Linked DNA regions of Sus scrofa: region 1 is linked to region 2. The links are chromatin contacts, called in public HiChIP or PLAC-seq maps. All regions are on one chromosome and are shown on one strand. The core of a region is the stretch at or near the end of the contact, and the rest is flanking DNA. Distances in the headings are between cores, read along the strand shown.

Region 1 (7,444 bases), core at 83-2,582, 120 kb before region 2:
TCTGCCCCTGCCCTGCCTCTGCCTCATTCATGCGCCTCACACACCTTTGATACTACTGAGGGTGACCCTATTTAGCGGAATCGTTTCATTCCTTTTACAGCACAAGGTATCAAATTATTCCCTTTGGGTGGACACTGACACTGTTTCTAGTTTTTTCTATCACAACACACAAGCTCCCCCTAAATGGGAACTTCATCTTCTTCAGTCACCTCCCCATCACTTCATGGACAGAAGGACTCAGAAAATATGCGTCGAACAGCAGAATGTAAGAAAAAAGGAGTGACTCACTCCACGAGCATGCGTCCACATCATCGTTGCTCCTGCTCGTGTGTTTTTAAACCCCTAGAAGTTGTTGTTGAGTAAAGGCAGGTATGCATTCAGTTTTGATCAACAGGGACAAACTGCCCTCCAAAGAGACCACATTAAGCTGAAATACAAGACTCATGATACTGTTGCATGTTTGGAGGGGTTTAAATCATAACTTCTTACCGGAATTTCAAGCTCCTTCAAAAAGACAAAAGATTTTTTTTTTTTACACATTAAGTTCTCTCCAAGATCTACTTTGCAAGCAGTAGATAGGTGTTTCAATAAAAGATTGTTGAATTACAATTAGTATGCCAGGATATAAAAGGGGTTTATATTTTTTTTCAGGAACAAAACAAAACAAAACAAAAGGCGGTGACTGCTTTAAGTAATACACTAAAAAAAAAAAAAAAAAAAATGTAGCTTAGCCCAATCAGTAGAGGTAAAAACTGATTTCTCTGTGGGTGGAGGAATGGGGACCAGGTGGTGAGAAGAGTGTTTATACACATCAAATCCCAGCAGGCAAGGGTCTTTTTAAGTGTCTGAGAGGTAGTGAAATTGATTCTGTGCTTTCTTTAATGCCCTCTACATAAAAAAAAAAAAGTGGAAACAATTACTTTTTAAATTAGGATGAATATAAATTACTTTGATTTCCAGAATTGTAGAAGCGTTCCACTTGAACTTGACACATGCATTAACAAATTTTATTAGCGAAACCAAATCTGGAAGTAAATCTCTCAATTAAACAAACAAGAGAAGGGGACACAGAAACAGCTCAGGTTCCACTCTCAAACCTGGGTGCAGAATCAGGGCTGCAGAGGATGAGGGAGACTAGACGTCACCCTGGGGCCCCAATGTCGCCCCGGGTGGAGCCCCCGGGGGAGCCTGTGAAATTGCTGTCATTCTCCACTTTGTCACTCTAGCCTGGAAAGAACGTCTAAAAATGACAGGCCCCGGCTGTGGAATGAGGCACATCCCACACTGCCACTCTTTGTTCCAAAATTAGACTCTGTCATACACACTGATCTCCAAGGTGGCAAAAATAGCTTGTGGCTCAGGGAGTCCCAAACAGTCCCAGCGGAGTTTCCCTGCAGCTCCTCCAGAGAGGCCGCTGGCAGCTTGCAAGCAGACCAGTTCCTGCCGTCCCAGCTCATCCAACACTCGGCCCTTCCTCATTCCTCAGGTCCGCTGGCCCTCTTGTATGTCCTCTTTAGAATGAATAATAAATAGCACACGGAATTGAAAAAGTGAGGAGGCGGGGGAGTTCCCGCTGTGGCTCAATGGGATCTGGGGCATCTTGGAAGAGCTGGGACACAAGTTCGATCCCCAGCCCGGCACAGTGTGTTAAGGATCCATCATTGTCACAGCTGTGGCTTAGGTCTCGACTGTGGCTCAGATCTGATCCCTGGCCTGGGAGCTCATACGCCTCAGGGCGGCCTAAAATGAAAGACAGAAGAAAAAAAAAAAGTCAGGAGGTGGAGGAAGAATGAGGAGACGTGAGAGTGTTACCAAAAGCTATGGGATTTCTTGTGAAAAGCAGTTGTGTGTTTGTTAGTTTTTGGTCTTTTTGTCTTTTTAGGGCTGGACTCGAGGCATAAGGAGGTTCCCAGGCTAGGGGTCCAATCAGGGCTACATAGCTGCCTACACCACAGCCACAGCAACACGGGATCCAAGCCACGTCTGCGACCTACACCACAGCTCACAGCAACGCCGAATCCTGAACCCACTGAGCGAGGCCAGGGATTGAACCCATGTCCTCATGGATGCTAGTCGGGTTTGCTAACCGCTGAGCCATGATGGGAACGCCAGGTCTGTTTCTTTTTTAGATATACTCCAAGTTGGTATGTATTTGTGAAAGGTGCTCTGATGTTCAGGACCATTTGAAAACACTGGCAGTGCTCAGGGAGGATGTAAGAGAAACACAAAGCCTTTAAAACCCTTCTCGGGAGTAAAGTCTTGTGGGCAGGGGCCGAGGTTTAGGAGCCAGATGAGAGGAGCCTGCCTTCTGGGCTCCAACAGCGATGAGCACCAGGGCTCAAGGGACTTAGCCACCGTCAGCATCGATTTTTTTTTTTTAATCTATAAGAGCTGGGCAGTGACTCCTTCCAGGTCAAGGGTCATGAATAACACTCCCTTGAATTATAAGACCCAAGGGAGCGGGTTTCTCCTGCCCATTAGCGCTATATCCTCGATCACGTAACAGAGCATATTAAGTCCTCAATAAACCTTTCTGAATGAACAAATGCATGAGAACAAATGCATGAATCTAGCTCACAGAGCTACCGTGAGGATTTGAGAAGGAGCAAGTCACGTGGCTTGATGAGCGGCTGTTGTTATGAAGAGCCTGGCACATAAATCATAAGTCAATGGTTATATTAGCCAAACCCCCTCGGGCTGGAAACATACGTCACGCTTTCTCTTGGGTGAAACCTCAAGGAAAATCAAAGCACTAAATAAACACAATTCCAGAAGTTTGCAATGTGTGGGGACAGATACCAAAGTGGCACCCACGGTGTCCCCTGCAGAGGTGCACACCCTCGTGGTCCCCTCCCCTGGCTGTGACTTACTTCCAATCAAAAGCCCATGACAGGGTGACGGGATGTCACGGTCATGGCTAGGGTGCCCAGGACTGTGGCCCCCATTCTACAAGGGCAGGCTTTTGTGCTGGCTTTGATAAAGCAAGTGGCTGGGTGGAGAAGGCCCATCGGTGGCAAGGAACCAAGCAAGGGAGCCCTCTGGGGCTAAGGGTGGCCTCCACCTAATAGCGAACAAGAAACTGAGGTCCTTGGAACTACAGCCCCAAGGAACTAGATTCCACCAATAACCACCGTGACCTGGAGAGTGGGTCCTTCCCCAGACTAACCTTCAGATCAGACTGGAGCATCTCAGCCTCGGGAGAACCTGAAGCTGGGGGTTCCAGAAAGCCACTCAAACACTCCCGACCCGCAACAACTATGAGATAATCAATGTGTATTGTTTTACGGTGCAGAGTGTGTGGCACTTTGTTACCCAGCAAGAGAAAACTGATACAGGTGGTAACACAGGCAGGATAGCAATTGGTCACAGCATGGGTAGCAAATGCCCAGAGAAGGGCCACCTGCTGAGTGACAATAGAGAGTGGTGGAGACTGTGGAGAAATGAAGATCCCTATTCTACCTGAAGAAGGGAGATGCCACCAAGCGTTTCTGATGGTTGCCACACAGGGCACTTTTCAAGATACAGGAATCTGAATTTTACGTGAAACCTCTTAACTTTTCAACGTCAGCCACGAGCCACGAATTTTTAGAACGGCAGTGAGCTGATCTCACGCAGGGCAGACAAAACACGTCTGGGGGCTGGATTCTGCGATAAAGCCTCAAGAGGGGGGTTATCCCAGCACACCTGCTCCAAATTTGAGCCCCACTACTTCCACGCTGGGGGAGCTGGGCCTTAATCCAAAGGTCACTGTGCGGGTTGGAAAGGACACACAAAGCCCTTACAATATTCTGTTACAGAGTAAAGACATGATACAGCTTGACTACCCGAGTTACCTGTGGTTATCGTAACAAATTACCACAACTTGGGGGCTTGAAACAACACAAAGTTATTCTCCTGTGGCTCTGGAGGTCAGAGTCTAAAATCAGATTCACTGGGTTCAAGTCAAGGTGTCTGCCAGGCTGGTTCCTCTTGGAGGCCCCAGGGGAGAATCCATTTCCTTGTATTTGTCCAGTTTCTACATCCTTTGGGACGCATCTCCTTCTACCTTCAAAATCATCAGGGCAGACTTTTCAAATCTCTGTCCCTCTATTTCTATTGTCAGATCACTTTCCGTCTGGCTCTGACGCCTCCTGCTGCCTTCTTACAAGGACCCTGTGATGACACTGGGTCCACCTGGCCCATCCAGCATAATATCCCATCTCAAGACTTTCCCGTAACCCCATCTGCGAAGCCCCTTTTTCCATCTAAGGTAATGTCTACAGGTTCCATGGCTGAAGATGTGTTCTAGCCTACCACACTAATAGCAATAATGATAACCAAAAAAATTATTATTATTATCTGACCCACAAGTCTCTTCTTTATGACTTCTGGGCTTCAGGGTCATAAGTCAGATCCAAACCAACGCACCCAAGGCTGCAATTGCAAACTGTCATGGGTGCCCCAGTGAAGAGGCTGTCTTGAGAGCTTTACAGCAGTGGCAGCGAAGAGCAGGTTAGGGATTCCTAATAATGAGGTTAGCTTCACCATCTTTCTCTACTTACAGCCTTGAGCATCTCAGGGAAGCCGGGAGTTACATAAAGACAACTCCTAGTTGAGAACAGAGCTACTCTGTGTGGCTCCACCCTCAGTGACCAGAAAACTTAAGGCCAGTTGGGTCACCTTCCCGCATTTCATTGTAGCCCAGTATCTCTTTTCTCCTCTAATCCAAGACTGATTCAAGGATGTTGATTTGTAAGCATTTCACAATCCCCACTTTAACTGCCTTGGAGATTCAGATCCGGTTTTGAAGCTTACTCATTTCCATCTAAAACAGGATGTTTTTACTTTAAAAATCACATTCATTTTGCAGAGCTTGTTAAGCATACAGTAAATTAAAAGCAAACAACATTATATTCCAGTTACATTTGCCAAGGGATGATCTGAAGGAATTACTCATATTCCTGATTAATTTTTAGTGGAAATAATGAGGAGGTTGTAAATGGAAAAGCGTGTGTGTCGAACCTGCCTTCCAAGTACATAACAATTTATGCTAATTGATGGCTTTACAAAGCGGTAATCTTGGAGGGGGGGAACACAACTTCTTCAGACTTTAAAGGCATCTAATGGAATGTGTGTGTGACTTCACAACTTGAATGCAATGACAAGTTGGCCTTTAAGTTCAAAATGTCTTGAATGTCTTGAATGCTACTTTTTTTTTTTTTTTTTTTTTGTCTTTTTAGGGCTGCACTCGCAGCATATGGAAGTTTCCAGGCTAGGAGTCAAATCAGAGCTGTAACCACAGCAACGCCAGATCCAAACCGCGTCTGCAACCTACACCACAGCTCACGGCAATGCTGGATCCTTAACCCACTGAGCAAGGCCGGGGATTGAACCCGTGTCCTCATGGATACTAGTCAGGTTTGTTTCTGCTGAGCCACGGTGGGAATTCTTGAATTCAACTCTCGATCTAATCTATCTTTCTTTTTATCTATCTATCTATCTATCTATCTATCCATCCATCTGTCCATTTATGAATTTGCCTATCTCTACTGCAATATTCAGAATCAGGAAGCATGTGGAGAAATGGATAGCAAGACTCTATCAGTTCAGAAAGAATATTTTTAAATGGTTACAGGAAAATCAGGAGAATATTTCATGATACATAAAAATTACATGAAATTTGAATTTCAGTATCCATTAATATAGTTTCTTTTCAAACACAGCCGTATCCACTTGATTCCACATTACCTATGTAACTTTTGCTCCACAACAGCAGAGCTAAGGAGTTGCAACAGAGGCCATCTCAGTCCTCAGAGCCTAAAACATTTTCCATCTCACCCTTTACTGAAGGTTTTGCTGACCCTTGCGTGCAGCACTCCAAAATCCCAGAGCACTGCACGCACAGGTCATTTGGGAGCCACCTGGGGCTGTTTGGGGAATAGATTATACGACTGGCATGCTTTTCCCCTTCTTTAAATCCAACCTCCCTACTTGGTTAAATCATATTTTCAAATTAGCCCTAACCTTACCATGCCAACCCAGCTCCTTTTGGGTTTGCAGATTTCTTTCCAGATACGAATCTCTATGTGTGTATTTGCAGCCATAATGCACGATTTGCATTATTCAACTCTTGCATGCCATTTCAGATTTTGTAAATTTATTGTTCTTAAAAGAAGACTCAGGAACCATAATTCTCTGTAGAGTGCACAGTCCTTGGCACCGTGCACTGAACAGAGGAGGTTTTCTGAGACAGCGTTTGTGTTGCTCGTGCATCTTTGTGCTTGTGGTGTCTTTCTACATTGATGACTGTGAAGGTTTATCCCCTAGAGGATGCGCTGGGGGCAGGATGGAGTCTTACGGATAGGTTTTCTTTGTCCCCCAACGCATTACTGGGTTTTTTGGTTGTTGACCTTGGACTCCCGGGGAGAAATTAATAAATGTCTATTTTTTATACATCACCCAGTCAAGGTGCTCACACTGATTAAGACACGTACATGCAACAACTGAGGCACAAAAGTGGGGAAACGAATGATGAGGGGCGTGCGGCCACAGTGTTACCATTTGGCCACATCCAGCTTTCCAAGGATGGCATTTAATCCAAGTAATGCAGTGCTGCATCTAGGAGTAAGCCCTCTGCCCCCCAAAACACGGACCACATTTTCAGCACACAGATTCCAAGACCACATTCTCCAGCGGCAAACACTGGGTCATAAGCAAGAAATTCCAAACGTACCATTGAATTTTTCACGCTCTGCAGCAAGCGCTCGTGCTGCTCAGCTATGGCCAAGGCAGCAGAGTGGACCTTCTGGTAGATGGCCTCCCCGTCTCGCGTTTGAAAGATAAACAGCCCTTCACCAGTCTCACACATCCTGTGAAAATAAAGACAGAGAGCCTCTGAACATCAGCTCCTAGGAGTTCAGCGCACTGAGGGCCTGGAAGACTCCCTGGGACTGGGTTCCTTCATTTCATAGCAGATTGGGATTCTTGTTCGCATGCACTGAACAACATTAACGAGAAGCAGAATGTCCCGTGGGTGGTTATGCACATGGGTGGGGAACCCAACACTCTAAGCCAACATGGTGCCCAGCGGTCTTGGCCATGAAGCTTAAGAAAAAAGCTGTTTCTCGGAGTTCCCGTCGTGGCGCAGTGGTTAACGAATCTGACTAGGAACCATGAGGTTGCGGGTTCGGTCCCTGCCCTTGCTCAGTGGGTTAACGATCCGGCGTTGCCGTGAGCTGTGGTGTAGGTTGCAGACGCGGCTCGGATCCCGAGTTGCTGTGGCTCTGGCGTAGGCCGGCGGCTGCAGCTCTGATTCGACCCCCAGCCTGGGAATCTCCATATGCCACAGGAGCGGCCCAAGAAATAATAACAACAACAACAAAAAGACAAAAAGACAAAAAAAAAAAAAAAGAAAAAAGCTGTTTCTCGAGCCTCCGTAAACCCCCCCTGCCCCCCACACCACTCT
Region 2 (7,104 bases), core at 2,524-5,023:
ATTTAGAATGGACAAGTGATGAGGTCCGACTGTACAGTGCCCAGGAAACTATATCCAATCTCTCGGGATAGACCATGATGAAAAATAACGTTTTGAAGAAGAGCATAAAAATAATAATAACAAAAGACAGAGAGGTTCTAGCTGGCGATAGAGGCAACCAACACATAAAATGCACAGATGAGGATGCGGGCTCGCCGGGAGAAGAGGGTCTTGGTAGACAAGAGCAGAGAGATGATATTTAAAGGCAAGTAATCGAGGGGGGACTGCACGGCGATAAAGTGAATAGTGTGAATTTAAACCGAGACTTGCCTAGTGGACGAGCCATAGCAATTACTGATAGGGAAATTTTCTCCACTGCAAAGGAAGAAACCAAGTGAGAAACAGTTATACAATATGCCATCTAAGCCACATAGTCAGGTTAATGAAGTGCAAACTGCCAGATCCACTTCTTCTAACAATACATTTTGAGTGCCTTTTGTGGATTTGTCAGATAACTGTAGGCAGCTGTTCGCCTTTCCCCCTCCACAGCCCCCCAAATAGTAACATCGACATTCTTGAACAAATACTGCACCCAGGGCACAGCTCAAGACCTCCATGGACCACTGGAGATGAAGCTGGAGAATGAACCTGTGAAGACACTGAGACTTTGAAGTTAAATGAGCAGAATTTCATTACGCTTTTAGATGTTTACGGAGAAAAAAGCAAGTCTGATTATTTAATCACTTACATCGTTTAGGATCTCAACTAAAGGTGATCACGTATCTGCAACCCATCTGAAGGGCTACGGCCTTAGAATTTTTCATGGCCCGTTGGAAAATCACTTAAATGTCTATAATGTGTAAAAATTTCATCCAGTGAAAATATCCTAGAACTGCATAAATGTTTATGATTTTGGACATTTCTAGACAGAAGGATTAATGAAATCAATAACTCTTATATCCTTCCACCGATCCTAACTCACCCTTGATTATACCAAAGAAACAATACTATCAGAATCAACATGATATGTTTTCCTTGCATTTTGACAGAGATTATCTCATACAATACTCATAATCATTAAATAGCGTTCACTGTACAGACAGGAAAAATGAGGCCAAGAGGTCAAGGGTCATAGAGCTAATGAGTAACAGAAGGAGAATTTGTTCCCTTTCCTTCTTTTTCCAAATCTGAGGGGTACGCCCTCACACAGCAACTGCTTACCATGACATATTTATTTTCTTGTTTAATTATAAACCCTCCCAAACATGGTTCTAATCCGCAGACACTTGTCTGGAGTCCATTAATAAAACCATCCTGTTATATTAGTCCCTTAAGAGGCTTCTGAATTGCAAAGTCAGGCATTCACTGTGTAGTTCAGTCCATAGATGATGCGCACTTACTGAGTGCCTGCTGTGTACCAAACGTAATGGCCAACCACTCTTTGAGACTTACACATGGCACATGATGTTCCAGGCTATCCGCAGCCTAGAATGCCGCTGACATTTCTTACTTTGGAGTGGGGGTCGTCCCTGTGCAAGTTCCTTGAAGCCTTCCTCTTGAGGCCTCCACTGCAACTTCACTTTGCTGTGTTTTCTGACCACTACGTCATCAGCTTCCTCAGTTTATGCATTACATATTAGCAGACATAATATAGATTAGAACACTTTTTGAAAATTAACTGGTGATAAAACCAATCTTAACAACAAATAAAACCAGATTTGGATGATTATATTTTTGACCTTTTCTCTCCATGAGCAATAACCATCATTCGAGAGATGGTCGAAAACCTATTCAAGTGTTAATACAGACAAAATGAATAAATCCTGGGAAAGTTGGGAAAGTACACTGCTGGTTGGCATCCAAAATGCTGTAAAATATAAAAGGAATGCAAAGTAAACTATATTTTCTTTCCTTTTGCTTCAAATATCTGTCCATAAACATTGGCACACACATAGGACTATATTGTGTCAGCTGTAAAAATATAGAAAAATAATCTCAATTACTATAAACTAGAGAGTTATGGTAACCAGTCTTTCAAATAAATCACCATGTGTCACAATTTGGCATCAACTCTGATCCTTATGAATAATTCACATTTTGTGCATTAATAATTCATGACTTCTTTCTATTGGAATGCTCTCTAGCACAAGAATGGATGTCTCTTACCAATTTCCTCAACTGACATGATGGAGTAAATCTAAAATTAGAACGGTGTTTTTCAATGCTCCTTTTAAAACGGTAACACTTGGCTGGCCCATAGGTTATCCAAAATACAAAATTCTTATTATTTCTTGCCCTTTGCATGACAGTCACTAGGTTAAGCAATAGTTGTTCCTATTGATGAGGATATTTACATAATGTAAAAGAAAACCAAGGAAACTCAGGGTTAATAGGGATTGGTTCGTTCTGTTATAGGTCTCCCTAATTATATATTTATATATTCACAATAACACAGGGCATAGTTGCTAAAACATGGTACCAAGGCAGCCGGGGAGTGGGGGAGCGGGGGGGGGGGAGGACCAAAACAAAACAGGCAGGAGTTTTTAATAAATACAGACTTTTCCCACCAGCAGGTTTTCCTCTCTAGCTGTTTAACACAGAGAATTTTCTTTTAGTTTTCAGTAAAATTATCTGGCACACAAAAAGCCCAAAGAGCAAATAACAGAAAGGTGCCGGTGACATATATTTGTAAAGAAAGACAATCACTTTATCACTATAACTCTACTCCCACTGTGGCCATTCCTCATCCCTGCTGATATTTTTTCAGACATTCCAAAAGTAAACTTTCCTTCCCTCACTCCCTCGCCCAAATAAACAAATCACACACACACTAAACACACACAGCAACAGCACTTGACATAAGGCAAAGAGAAAAGAGTCTGAAATTTCAACAACAAAAAGAATCATTCCAGGGTCCCCCCCCCACCCCCACCCCAGAATTAGGGTGAGTTCTTTCTGAAGTCGATCAGTGAAAGTGCAAAAGGGACAAGAGCAAAAGGGAGGGGGTTTTAAGAGAGGAGCCATCCTCGTGCCAACTCTGCGCCCTACAAGTACCTTCCGCTTCATTCATGCTTCCTTTTAGTACCTATTTAGGGAGGGAGCACTCGCTCAGTGCCAGGGATTATGTTCCGCCCTAAATAATCTTCCAGCGGGCAGCCAGTGCGTATTCCAGCAACAAAACCACAACGCGCCTCTGCCAACACCTGGGCGGGGGCTGGGTCACTGTCCAGGACCCCGGAGTCCGAAACCCTTTCAACTTGGCGGAAACCTCCCCTTGGGGTCAGAGGGTCACGGGGCTATTCACACTGAGAGCGTCTGCCCTTTCTCAGCCAGTCGATCCATCCCCTGGAAAAGTTAAGTTGGCAGCGAATGGGAAGAGGGGCACCCGGCAGGCTCAGCACCCCCTCCCGGGTTTCTCAGCTCCAACTCCCATGGCTACCGAGAAATATTTATTTCCATTTGATGGGCTCCAGTGGCTACTGAAGCCGAACACGCGGCCACCATCAGAAAGCCAAGTCATCCGAGAGATAAAGATAGATTCATTACACACCTAGACCCGGCCTTAGAGGGGCAGCCCCAGCAGATGTGGGTTTCGGCTGAGAAACCACAGCGCGATTCCCCAGCGCGCAGCCTGGAATCTCCTTCCACCCTCGGGGATGCTGGCTAAGGATAAAGACAATTGAACCGGCGAACAGTAGGGAGGGGGGAAAAAAAGGATCGATACTTACCCCTAGGCGTCTGCTCCGGATCCTCACGTACCCTTGCTTCACTATGTCATTAAAATTGGAAGCCATCCCGGACAGCCGGTGACCCCCCTCACCCAAGCGCACGCACCCTAAGCGGCTGCAGGGGAGGGCGGAGGGCAGGGGCGACAGAAGGCTTTGTGGTGGGGGAGGAGAAAGTGGACGAGGTGAAGCGGAGACCGCGGCGGCCCCGGCGGGGCTTCAGAAGGCGCACATCACTTTCTGCGTCCCCCAAAGCCTGAAAGTGGGCGGCCGGCTTGCAGCCACTTTGGGGGAGCGCAGAGAGCGCGCAGCGCCGCGAGGCGAGGCTGGAGCGCCGGCGTCAGCTGACTCATCTGCCAGCCTGCCAGGAGGAGGAGCGGCGGCTGCTCAGGGATCCTGACCAGCCTCCTCCCGGGGGCCCGGGAGGAGAAGGAGGAGGAGGAAGAAGAGAAGGAGGAAGGGGTGGGGGTGGAGGAGGGCGAGGAGGAGGAGCCGCGCGGCCCGGGTGCCCGGCGGTGCCACCCGCAGGCAGACACACGGAAATGCGCGCCCCCTCCCCCCTTCCCCACCCACCTGGCCCGACCCGCCTCCCCTTCCGACCCCTCCTCTCGTCCGGGACCCCGACTTGCTCCTGCCCGCCCCCCGCAGCTCGCCCACACCCGCCGAGATGAGGCTCAATCTCTTCTTGCTCCGGGCTTATTTTAGATGGAGAGGAAATTTCACTTTTTTTCCCAGCCGCCGCCTACCTCGCCTCTCCCTTCGCCCCATCTCTTCCCTGAGAAGGACTGGCTTTGACCACTGTGGTGCGTGTGTCTAGGGGGGCGGTGTTGCCAAGGTTTGCCTTGACCTTGGCATATGAGGGGAGGGATATTGCCCTGGCTTAAGCTGCGTGCTTCCTTGGGTTTCCTTGGCATCCTGGACCCAGCTCTCCGATGATATCATTTGCCACATTTTCCTTGTCTGAGCCTGTCTTTCCCGCCCGAATGCGAGTTTCCCAGGGCCGACCCTTCGCCTCATTAACAAGTGTACCCCCAAAGCCTTACCCCAGCGCAGGTACTGAAGACATCCTTGGTGTCAGGCATCCTCTAAGCCCTTTGGGTGGGCTCATTTAAACTCCCCTGTACCCTATAAAGTACACCCCCACCTTATGCGAATACCAGGATCATATTTATGCCTCCCTAGCCTAGCAATAGAGCTCCTGTTCACAGCCATTGCAGGATACTGCCTAGAGAATAAGACACTGGATTTTACAGGCACCTGCCCCTGAAACATGTTTGAATTGAGAACAGCTAACGTAGAGTGGCACCAGGCATTAGGCATTGTGCTAATCCTGTAAAGGGAATCACGAGATAGGTACCATCATCCACCTTTCATAAAAACTGAAGCTCAGAAGAGTTTAGAGGCTTGTCTCAGGTCCTGCAGGAAGGGAGGTGTGTTGACACCAGCTCCTGGTAAACCCTGTCCCACGCCCCTTCTGAAGAGCACATGCCATGGAGAGGGAGGTTACTGGCTGTTCCCAAGGAAGCCCTTTCTAACCAACGGCACTATCCACAAAGGCCAAGCCGGCATCAGAAATTTCACAGTTCTTGTGCACCGGAGGTGACCAAACCAAGGCTGGGGACTCGGCGCTACTGAGAAGAATCATTTATTTAGTAGATTCTTTGACCCAATGACATCTGAAGGCTTTTCATCTCTAAGATTATATGAATCTTTCCTTTCTCCCTTGGCAACATGAGCTTTTCTCACTTTGGTTTGATGGGTGTCAGTTCAAGAAGAGAATCACTCAAGAATGTGCCATAGGGGAACTGAGGCTACACTGGGACAATCAAAAGCAAATCTTCTGGCAGGGAGAACTCTTTCTTGTTATATAGTAAACCATTAGCTCTGTCATCCTATTGTCATTGACTGTAAATGATGTTTTAAGTTTAAATCTCTCACCAACAGAGGATGAAATGATAAAAAAAAATCATTTGAAGAGTTCTTTTTGAAGGCTTAGACCTTTAAAAAAAATTACTGTCCATGGTTGCCATGAAATAGACACGGAAGGCATTTAGCCAACACATCGTTCGTAGACTAACACACAGTATCATAGAAGCAAAGAATAAAGGAATTTAGGCATTAAGGCGTCTGAAGCGAATGGCTCAAGATAACAGAAATAATTACTGAAAGAAATTGACTAAGAAATCCACCCCCTGATAGCTAATGTTGAGTTTTATCAACATCCATAAATAATTAAGCTAGAAGTGAAAAGTGAGGAAACTAGAATCAAACTAGAAAATATCAGACTAGATGTGAAGAAACCAGTGATTTTCTTATTTATTTGCAAGATGAAATCCAATGTATGGTTTTGCTTGTTTTGGGTGAAGTCAAACTGATACACCTGCAAAACACAAACTGTGATATGCTGTTCAAGGGCAGACAGCCACTTATGCTTGTCCAAAATGTGCTCTACACAACTGTTGCAGAAGGGGAAAGGAGTAATTCACAAAGATACACAATGTCAGTAGTGCTTATAGAGTTGCACAGTGCACAACTTGCACAACCATGCATTGCCGAACAGATACCCAATCACACAAAATTGTTTCACTGGAGATAAGTCTGACACAAAAATCATTTCAATCCCTATTTTTAACTCAATTTTTAATACTTAGAACTTCCTATTTGTAGTATCCATTTCTGTCTGTTTCCTTAGCACGCAAAGTCCAATGATGGTTCCAATAGTGATCACCATTTTCACTTGGGCTACACTTATCCCCTGCTCCCAGTCTTGTACCCTGCTTTCCCTCAAAGGCACTGATTGGTTTACACCCAGACACATGACCTAAGTTGATGAATTAAGAGTTAATTACATGACTTTTGCTGAATATCAGGGCAAAGGTTCACACTGTCATTGGCTGAAGTGGAGTCTGCCAGTGGATGGATGCAGCCCAGGAGTTTTGGGAATGGAGGCCACACAGAAGAAGCAGAGCCAAGAGATAGAGAAGCAAACCAGGAGTTCCCGGGTGGTTCAGAGGGTTAGGGATCTGGCATGGTCACTGCTGTAGTGCAGGTTTAATCACATACCATGGGCCAGGCCAAAAAAAAAGCTCTTTTTTTAAATAAAAAGGAAGCAAACCAAATCCTGATAGTACGGTTTGAATCCCTCTATCCAGCACCCCAGGAACCTATTATGTTATATAGGTGAAACTGGTATAACAGACCTCAAATGATAAATTCAGTAGAGTGGATATTTGCATGGTGGGCAGTGCCAGGCCACCTACTTGCCAACCTGCAGGGCCATCTGTGTCAAGAAGATGTGGAAGCCCAGCAACAGCAAGGAGCTCTTCCCCTGCCCAGTTGTGTCTAACTGTCTAATACATCGAAGCTGGGGTAACAATAGGACTCCAAAATGCAATGGCTT

Evidence for each region. HiChIP or PLAC-seq counts read pairs in DNA pulled down with a chosen protein or histone mark.
Region 1: a contact with region 2 is called in an H3K27ac HiChIP or PLAC-seq map of skeletal muscle. The contact joins the enhancer-like site here to the promoter of DOK5 in region 2. A contact is called at or near these places in 6 of 47 Hi-C or Micro-C datasets (embryonic fibroblasts, fetal heart ventricle, heart right ventricle and 2 more) and 1 of 2 datasets of contacts at active chromatin or transcription factors (skeletal muscle).

What each region holds. Positions count from the first base shown.
Region 1 is chr17:55,506,834-55,514,277 of Sscrofa11.1, reverse strand. It overlaps DOK5 (docking protein 5), which reads right to left. Exons shown (of 8, transcript NM_001123107.1): 6 at 6,713-6,848. Among named protein-coding and RNA genes, the nearest start is that of DOK5, 120 kb to the right of the region's middle. Within about 2 kb of position 1,332, at least 4 of the 83 cell types and tissues checked have an H3K27ac peak or open chromatin away from gene starts, as enhancers often do. A contact at or near this core is called in skeletal muscle, where this site is marked.
Region 2 is chr17:55,387,743-55,394,846 of Sscrofa11.1, reverse strand. It overlaps DOK5 (docking protein 5), which reads right to left and starts at 3,773. Exons shown (of 8, transcript NM_001123107.1): 1 at 3,708-3,773. The coding sequence starts at 3,773.